Linked DNA regions of Pan troglodytes: all the other regions are linked to region 1. The links are chromatin contacts, called in public HiChIP or PLAC-seq maps. All regions are on one chromosome and are shown on one strand. The core of a region is the stretch at or near the end of the contact, and the rest is flanking DNA. Distances in the headings are between cores, read along the strand shown.

The links. HiChIP or PLAC-seq counts read pairs in DNA pulled down with a chosen protein or histone mark.
Region 2: a contact with region 1 is called in an H3K4me3 HiChIP or PLAC-seq map of stem cell-derived excitatory neurons, with 4 times the contacts expected there. The contact joins the promoter of TACC1 here to the promoter of NSD3 in region 1. A contact is called at or near these places in 1 of 1 datasets of contacts at active chromatin or transcription factors (stem cell-derived excitatory neurons) and 1 of 1 other capture datasets (stem cell-derived neural stem cells).
Region 3: an H3K4me3 HiChIP or PLAC-seq map of stem cell-derived excitatory neurons shows a contact between it and region 1, with 2.1 times the contacts expected there. The contact joins the promoter of ASH2L here to the promoter of NSD3 in region 1. A contact is called at or near these places in 1 of 1 datasets of contacts at active chromatin or transcription factors (stem cell-derived excitatory neurons) and 1 of 1 other capture datasets (stem cell-derived neural stem cells).

What each region holds. Positions count from the first base shown.
Region 1 is chr7:46,781,815-46,784,838 of NHGRI_mPanTro3-v2.0_pri, reverse strand. NSD3 (nuclear receptor binding SET domain protein 3) reads left to right here and starts at 1,450. Exons shown (of 24, transcript XM_519713.8): 1 at 1,450-2,657.
Region 2 is chr7:47,125,542-47,128,565 of NHGRI_mPanTro3-v2.0_pri, reverse strand. TACC1 (transforming acidic coiled-coil containing protein 1) reads right to left here and starts at 1,394. Exons shown (of 13, transcript XM_063817038.1): 1 at 884-1,394.
Region 3 is chr7:46,505,409-46,508,432 of NHGRI_mPanTro3-v2.0_pri, reverse strand. ASH2L (ASH2 like, histone lysine methyltransferase complex subunit) reads right to left here and starts at 1,606. Exons shown (of 16, transcript NM_001280515.1): 1 at 1,412-1,606; 2 at 706-772; 3 at 1-131. The coding sequence starts at 1,599.

The sequences.
Region 1 (3,024 bases), core at 201-2,700:
CAGAAGATGTTAGATACTGAAAATGTAAACTATTATTTTTAATGGCCATTTTCCTAAATATGCCACCAGATCAAGTATACTAACTGTATTTTGTAATGTTTTGCAGGAAAAGACTATGCATCTACTTCACATAACTCCAATTTTAAACTCTTGCTGTCAGCATAGCTATTAGAAACAGGCTAATATAAGATCCCTGGGGACAATTTACTAGATTCTCCTCAAGGGAGAAACCCAGGTGCCGGGTCAAGGCAACAGTTTATCAACAAAGCAAGGAAGACACAGGAGGAAGAAAAAGAAGAATGGAGGTAGAAAGGCTCATAGAAAAAAAAAAAAGACCAATTTAATCCCTCTTTCCTGGAGATAGAATTAAGCTAGACTTGGTGGCCCGCTTTGGCCATCTGTGTTTTAAAATGGCATATCACAAATAAAAAGTATGCTTTTACTGATAGCTGTAACTTGTGGTACTACTTAAAGCATACGTTTAAAAATATTTAATGATTAATAGTAATGAGAATTTTTTTTTTTTTGAGACATAGCCTCGCTGTGTCGCCCAGGCTGGAGTGCAGTGGCGCGATCTCGGCTCACTGCCAGCTCCGCCTCCCGGGTTCACGCCATTCTCCTGCCTCAGCCTCCTGAGTAGCTGGGACTACAGGCGCCCGCCACCACGCCGGGCTACTTTTTTGTATTTTTAGTAGAGACGGGGTTTCACCGTCTTAGCCAGGATGGTCTCGATTTCCGGACCTCGTGATCCGCCTGCCTCGGCCTCCCAAAGTGCTGGGATTACAGGCGTGAGCCACCGCGCCCGGCCAATATTGATAATTCTCCGTATCTAGTATTAACCGGGTTACGTTTAAAAAAAATAGTTCATAATTAGTGCCCTTTTAAATAACTGATCTGTAGAAATCATTTAATTTCCTTAAGTGATATTTAAAGATAGAGATATCTAATTTCTTGTAATACTACCAAAGACATCCAGCACTATAACGTCTACAGAGTATGACGTCTAGCGGTAAAATGGCTTTATTCTCAGAACAGAGTATCGGTTTCCTCATTTGCTTGCTGCCTCTGTTTCCTTTTTACGTTCACGTCTCTGTGCTGTAACCTTCCAAATCCTTATCACCAGGCCCCAGGAAATATCACCTGGTCGGCACACTCCTGCAGGGCTAGATCACTGTGCACACACTTAACCTTCCATTGTTTCCCATATGTTTCCTAGGATGCGGGGGGCTAGAGGATGACGGAGAGTTGCCTCCCGGTTCTTCCTCTCGTTCTTATCTGGGCCCTCTAGGACAAATGTCCCTCACGTCCCTCGATGCGAAGGTCTGGCCGCGAGCGGCCGCGGCCTCCGGCACGTGACGGTCACGGAGCCGTCGCGGTCCCCCGCGGCTGGGGGGCACCCGGGGATGCGGCGGGCGCTGACGTCGTCCTCCCGGTTACCCACAAGCCTCCGGGCCGCAGCAGAGCAGGAAGAGGCGCGCGGGGCCGGCGCCTGCTGGGGAGGTCGAGGCGCTCCCTCGGCGAGCCGGCGCCGCCGGCCGGGCCTCCTACTGCTTGCAACCGGGGGAGGGGGACCATCCGACAACTCAGCCAGGGCTGAGAGGGAGACGACGCCAAGGCGGTCTTGCATCGCCCCCGGCTTTCCAAATGCAGACCCTACTGGAACCGGAGCCCTTCCCTGACAGCCGTAGGACGGGAGACGGCCGAGGGGTCGCCTGGACTGCCCCGCCCTCGCGCGGTCACCCACCGGGGACCGTGCGAGGGTCGCTTCTAACCCTTAGGAGCTAGAGAGCCGAGTCACCCTGAGGAGCGCCGTATGGCGCTGGTTGCGCGTTGTTCTTTAATCAGCCTCACTGAACGCGCCGAGCCCAGTTTTACCTCCCGGGCCCCACCTTTCCACGCCTCCTCCGGCTTCCCGGGGTGTTTTGTGTGTCACTCTCCCACGTACAGTCCCTCCCCGTCCCTCGTCCCTCGGCTCTCTCGCCCCGTCTCCCTAGTCGTCCAGACGCTAGCTGCCGCGGGCGTTCCTGGTTCGCGCTCCCGCCCCCTCCGCCCCGCTGACTCGCCGCTTCCTCCGGAGCCCCAGCGTCCCGAACCCGGGACTGCATTTCCCGGCAGGCGCCGCGGCCCGCGGCCAATGAGGGGCTGAGGATTTGGCGGCGGCGGCGCCCCGAGAGTCGGGGTGGGGGGGCTTTGTGCGCGGCGGCGGCGGGAGAGGCGGCGGCGGCGGCCAGCACGGAGGCGGAGGCCGAGGGGGCTGTGCACAGGTCGCCGCGGAGAGGCGTGCGAATTCCGAGCCGAGCGCCGAGGACCGTGCTACCCAGGCCGGGCTGCCAGCCGCAGGCTCCTCTCTGGCAGCAGCGGCGGCGCGGCGACCCCCGTCCCTCGGCCTCCCCTTCCCATCCCACCTCCCGAGCCTTCCTCTTCCCGCAGCACGCCCGGCCCGGCCCGGCCGTGGCCCTCCTCAGTGCCGGCCGCCATGGCAGAGGCGTCCGGCGCGGGGAAAATCTAGCCCGGGGATTTCATGCGGCCTAGCTCGGTTCCGCCTCCTCCCCGCGCGGCCCCAGCGGCTGCCCGCACCCCAGCCCCACTCCGGGCCTCCGTGTCTCTCCTGTGATCGCACTGACACGGCCGGGGGGTTAGAATGGAACAAACTGAAGGTAAAGTGCGTGTGCGTGTGTGTATGTGTGTGTGTGTGCGCGCGCGCGCGCGCGTGTGTAGTGCTAGGAAGGGCTGAGGAGGGAACGACGGGGAGGGGGCGACCTAGGGATGGAGCGCCAGACCCCAGGAGGAATGGAAGGGGAAGCGGGTGGCCTGAAAGGGCTCGAGGGGAGTCCTGACGGAGGAGCAGATGGCAAGGTGGGGGGTGTGGAGGGAATTGGGGGGTGGGGCAGGGGAGGTGGGAGTGGGATGGGAGTCGGAGTGGCGCTGAGCTGGGAATTGGGAAAGTGGGATGGGGGCGGGGATAAGGATGGATCGGGGAGGGGCAGGGAAAGGGGAGAAGAGTTGCATGGAGATTAGAGACCT
Region 2 (3,024 bases), core at 145-2,644, 340 kb before region 1:
CAAATGTATATAATAAGCGTGAACCCAGCTGAGTACTCCTTATGCAAAAGCCATGCTGAGTTCTCTGAGCAGGTCCAGTGTCAGCACATGTATTGCCAAGGCTGGCCTTCCAGAGACCGACTGCCGGGTGTCCCTCACGAAGCCAAGGACTACACGCAGGCTCCTGGGTAGACCAGTTAGCTCTGCCCCAGACAGAAACGTTTAAGACAGCACCTGAGTTCTGTCCATAAACGCAGGGCACTGATGCTCAAGGGCCCTGACCAGGGTCTGTGCCACATCCCTGCACCCGGAGAAACAACTCAAGGTAGTTGTCCCTATGGCAGTGGGCAGAAGGAAGGGACGGAGAGAGCATCTGGGCCAGAAGAACACATGGCCCAGGTCCCGGAAAACAGCCGCGCCCCGTTCACCGTGGTGAGAATGCTTTTCCCAGCCCTGTCCCCTTCTCACTTCTCCCCGAATCTATTCCCAGATGAAGGTATTTATGACTGCTCCTGGGCATTTCAGGGGCGGAAAGAAAAAAGAAGAGAAGAGAGAAGCAAAGGGAAAAGAAAAGAAAAGGGAAAAGAAAAGAAAAGAGAAAAGAAAATAAAGAAAAGAGCAAAATCAGGGATTCACAATATTTACTTCCTAGAATTCTGCCATTTAATACCTCCCACACCAAACAAAATATGTGGTTCCAGAGACCCAAGAATTAAAGTTCAACTTGGAAAGAGAGAGGGAAAAGGAATGCCTGAACTTATTCCAGATTCGAGGCCAGTCCACCCACCACCCGGCGCATACCCAAGCGAGGGAAACACCTCAGCCCCAGGCTTAAAGGACATCACCTCGTTTTGCTCAATAAGTGTGAAGTGGCCTCAGGAACGTGCAGTCCCCCGTTTCCTACCTCTTCGGCGGGGGTCCCCAGAGTCGGTCCCCAGGGTCGCTCCCCTCTCCCTTCTGCGCCACCTGCTACCGCTGATTTCGCATCTCTCCTGGGGAAGCCACGGGGCGATCAGGGAGGAGTTCCGAGGAAGGAAGGGGAGGGCATGGTCTCCCAACCAAGCACTTGGTTCCAGGGAAAAGGATGTTTTGTAACTTTCAGCTTGAATTTCCAGAGGCAGAACAGGAAATGTCCACGGGGCTGGAGCTCAAGTGCGAAGTCAGCCGGGTCTGCGGCTCCTTTCCGAGGGGCGCCTCCTACGTGCTCCCGACGCTGGCCCTGTCTGGAATTTAAAGCTCCGTCTGAATTCTGGTGCCTTTTCCCCTCTTACTCCTTCCTCTAGCACTTCTTTTTTTTTTTTTTTTTTTTTTCTTAGTGGAACGTCAGCTTCGTTCCTGACATGCTGGAAAAAGTTTCTTTTGCTTCAACTTGGCTCAGAAACATCCTGTCCTTGTGAGAGTATTTCTCCTATTACAAAGTTCAGTTTAAAAAAGCGAGCTGTTTTGCCAACTTTTGTACTGAGAACATTTTTGACGGATTTTTTCCCCCTGATCGCTTGGATTCCAAGAAACATACACACCCACATCCCTCTGCTTTTTGTTTTTTTTTTCCTTCTAATTAAAAAATAGTAATAATAGCTGGTTGGACTGGGCACAGTGGTTTGTGCCCATAATCCCCGCACTTTGGAAGGCTGAGGCAGGAGAATTGCTTGAGCTCAGGAGGTTGAGACCAGCCTGGGCAACATAGTGAGACCCTGTCTCTACACAAAATTTAAAAACTAGCCTGGCACAGTAGCTTGTGTCTGTAGTCCCAAATACTTGAGCCCAGGAGTTGGAGGCTGCAGTGAGCTATGATTGAGCCACGGCAATCCAGCCTGGGCAACAGAGTGAGATCCTGTCTCTAATGATAATAATAGTAATAATAACAATAGCTGGTGAAAGATTGCAGTGCAGGCCAGGTGCTGTGGCTCACTCCTGTAATCCCAGCACTTTGGGAGGCCAAGGTGGGCAGATCACCTGAGGTCAGGAGTTCAAAACCAGCCTGGCCAACATGGCGAAACCCCATCTCTATTAAAAATACAAAAATTAGACAGGTGTGGTGGTGGACACCTGTAATCCCAGCTACTCGGGAGGCTGAGGCACAAAAATCTCTTGAACCCTAGAGGCGGAGGTTGCAGTGAACCTAGATCACGCCACTGCACTCCAGCCTGGGCAACAGAGCGAAACTCCCTCTCAAAAAAAAAAAGAAAAAAAAATCGCAATGCAGGTGTTCCTGTTCTTAAACTGTGGGCAGTAGGGTGCTGCCTCACTCAGCCTTGTCTGTGTGATCATGTTCCCCACAGCACAGTGTGCATCCTGTGTGGTAAAGAGGAGTAACAGGTAATGATTCAGGTCTTCAAGGCTCTCTCTTAGTTCTAGGTCTTTCTATAATAGTCACACAAGAATTGGCTACTTTTTTCAAATGGGGTCCCATTTCAAATTACAAACTCCATCTCCTCTGCTCCCTGCCCCCACCCCCCACCGCAGGGATAGGCCTGAAAGACCCCTGGTTGTGATTTGTGGAGATGATTGGGTGGAAGTACACAGGGCTGAGAGGCTGATCATAAGATTCAGTTGTTGGTAACTGCCCAGGGAGTAGCATGTCTGTGAATTGTCAAATGCTACCACAAATTGGGAACCTTTAGGGTACTCGTTGACCCCTGCAACAAAACTCAGTAGTTTTCATAGTGTTAATTGGGAATTTGTTCACAAGCAGGAAATGAGAACATTTCCTCTGTTCTATGCATTAAAAGAAGAAGCCATGTTGGCCAGGTTGGTTTCGAACTCCTGACCTCAGGTGATCTGCCCACCTTGGCCTCCCAAAGTGCTGGGATTACAGGCATGAGCCACAGCACCTGGCCTGCACTGCAATCTTTTACTAGCTATTGTTATTATTACTATTATTATCATTACTTGCACATTCATAGTGCGAGTAAGATTGTAAGAAAAAATAGTTTGTTAGGCCAGGTGCAGTGGTTCATGTCTGTAATCCCAGCACTTTCGGAGGCCAAGGCAGGAGGATCACTTGAGTTCAGGAGTTCAGGACAAGCCTGAGCAACCTAGGGA
Region 3 (3,024 bases), core at 357-2,856, 280 kb after region 1:
AATGTGTCAGCCGTGAACCATTTTGTACAAATCCCACATTGCAGCTCTACCTCACCCAACTGTCGGCCATTCTCTTCATCCACGGAGCCCGCCTGAGTATCCATCACCTCTGATGTATCCCCAGCACCTTCCTGTGTCAGAGCAGTTCGAGACTCAAATCAGTTGACTTGAATGTATTTTACTTTATTTTATTTTTTTAAGAGATGGGGGTCTCCCTATGTTGCCCAGGCTGGTCTCAAGTGATCCTGAGGTCTCAGCCTCCCAAAGTGCTGGGATTACAGGCATGAGCCACCGTGCCTGGCCTGAATGTATTTTTGATTCGCTTAAAAATGTAAAAACAAGGCCGGGCGCGGTGGCTCACGCCTGTAATCCCAACACTCTGGGAGGCTGAGGCGGGAGAATCAACTGAGGTTAGGAGTTCGAGACCAGCCTGGCCAACATGGTGAAACCCCGTCTCTACTAAAAAGACAAAAAAAGAAGCCAGGTGTGTTGGCAGATGCCTGTAATCCCAGATACTCGGGAGGCTGAGGCAGGAGAATCGCTGGAACCCGGGGGGAGGAGGTTGCAGTGAGCCGAGATCGCGCCACTGCATTCCAGCCTGGGCGACAGAGCAAGGCTCCGTCGCAAAAAAAAAAAAAAAAAAAAGAAGAAGAAATAATTAAAAACAAACCCTATTTTGTCTTGCAAACAACTAAAAATACTTACTAGTGTATCTTTTCCATTAGATGATTCTGTCTCCAAGCCACCGCTTACATCGACCAAGTTTGCCTCCCTATAAGATAATGAAAGCGCTCAAGTAGGAATTCTCAAGACAAACCTCAAAATGCCTATTCCCAAAAATGATGATCAAATTACAGCCGAACTTCATACTCCTGCAGCTTTTTCAGCTAAGCCTGATCTCAGACTGGATGCCCAAGGTACTGTGAGGATACTGAGAAGGTGGACATGTCAGACAGTCGCGGACCCACGGAGCACAGGGAAGCCTAACCGGCCTTTACAGTCAAATCTACCTGGGTTAGAGTTGGTCCTGGGAGAGGTTCAAAGAGAGGCAGCTCTCCCACCCTGTTTTCAGAGTGACCGTTACTTCTTCCAGTCTGGCACTGCAAAGTGGTTTCTTTTCTGGAATATGTGAAGGCCTCACGTTAAACTGTGAGCTACCAGCTTCCTGCCAGGGTGCAAGGATCAGAGATAACGACAGGAGCCTCAGCTCCCACCGCCCGTGAAAGGTGCGGAAGGGGCGTTATCCGAGATATGCTTGAGAGGGGACGGGCCAAGCGGCGCAGAGGCAGGGCGAGCCATTGGCGGCGGGGCCTGGGTTCGCAGGGGGCGGGCGGCAGGGCTCCAGGAGCCGCGGGATTCGCGAGGGGCGGGCCTCCCTCCCGCGTCTTCCTCGGGCGGCAGGACCTCTTACCCGCCTTCAGCCTCCCCGGAACTGGGCTCAACTGTCGGAGCAGCAGAGGTCCCCTCTCCAGGAGGAGCGGCTGCTCCCGCTGCCACCGGCTTCATCTCCCCCTCTTCTGCCCCTGTTGCATTTGCGGCCGCTCCTGGGCCAGGCCCGGCACCCGCTTCCTGGCCAGGTCCTGCTCCTGCCGCCGCCATCACGGCCACCCCTGGACTTCTCGCGAGAATACTCTCTTCTCTCGCGCGCGTTGCTGTGTGACGCTGTAGTCTTCAAACAGAAAAAGCCCGCGGTGCGTCCACCGCCTGCCTGAGGAAGCCTAATTCCACGACCGCTTTAAGGCCAGGCGCGCGGGTAGAGGTGGGCCGGCCTCCCGCGCCGGCGGTGGCCGCTGGCCTGGCAGGCTGAAGGTGGAGGAAGCTAGATGGTTAGTGCGGCTCTCTGGAGGACTTCTTTTCGAGTCAGGGACTGACGCGGCGTATTTTCGTGGCTACGACTGGATATTCTGCGCAGAAGAGGGTCCTTGAGAGCGCTGGCCGTGCCGCCAAACACTCCTCACCACCGAATGTGGGAAACGTCTTCCTTGGAGTCTAGCACTCCCTGCCCGCCCCGGATGGAATTTGGTTTTCTGCGCAGGGTCGCCCCTTGGAGCCCGTTTCCAAATGATCTTAAGAGGGAAGGGAATCTAGGGAGGCCGATTCCAGGGGCGAGGGTGGAAAACCCAGGCCGGGCAGCCGAGGAGCGGCGTGGGCACTAGAAGCGGCTCGCCGCTTCCTACTGTGAGAGGCGGAAAGCGAAGCCCGGGGGTGTGCCGGGGCACTCGGAATGTAGACAAGTTTGGTGCCCAGCGAAAGGAAGAGGTGTGGACTGAAAGTACGAACTTGGGAAGTCATCAACAGTAGCTGGTGGCTGGCATCAGTGGAGTGAGTTGAGTCTTTCAGAGCCATGGTCTCCAAACTCGAGAATGCAAACCTCTAAGAGTGTTGCGGCCAGGAACGTTTTCAGGACACCAGTGTTTATCCTATATCCTAAAATGTTGCCTAACGATAATACACTCTTCTCCCGCTTTACACAAGAACGGCGCACCCCTCGCCAATCCTCAGTCTAATCTTACTGTGATGTGTCCACCGATAGTGTAGGAATCTCTGGGCCACTGGACGCCATGGGAAATACGTAGATATTGATTTCCCAATTGGTTCTCAATTATTGGTTTTCAACAAAATTGAAGAAAGACCTAACTGAGTTGCCAGGTGACATTTTTAAAATTGGTGATAAATACTGAAATCAGGGGTTGGTACTCCAAAGAGAAGCAGGATGCTTGATCTAAGTATCTCCTCCCAAATACGTAGTATTGTAGCAGTTTTAACATATGGTCGCAGAATTTTGTGTTTTCTTGTTGTTTGTTTGAGACAGAGTCTCGCTCTGTCGCCCAGGCTGGAGCGCAGTGGCCCGATCACGGCTCACTGCAACCTCCACCCCAGGTCCAAGCGATTCTCCTGCCTCAGCCTCCCGAGTAGCTGAGATTACAGGTATCTGTCACCACGCCCTGCTAATTTTTGTTAGTAGAGGCGGGGTTTCACCATGTTGGCCAGGCTGGTGTCGATCTCCTGACCTCAAGTGATCCA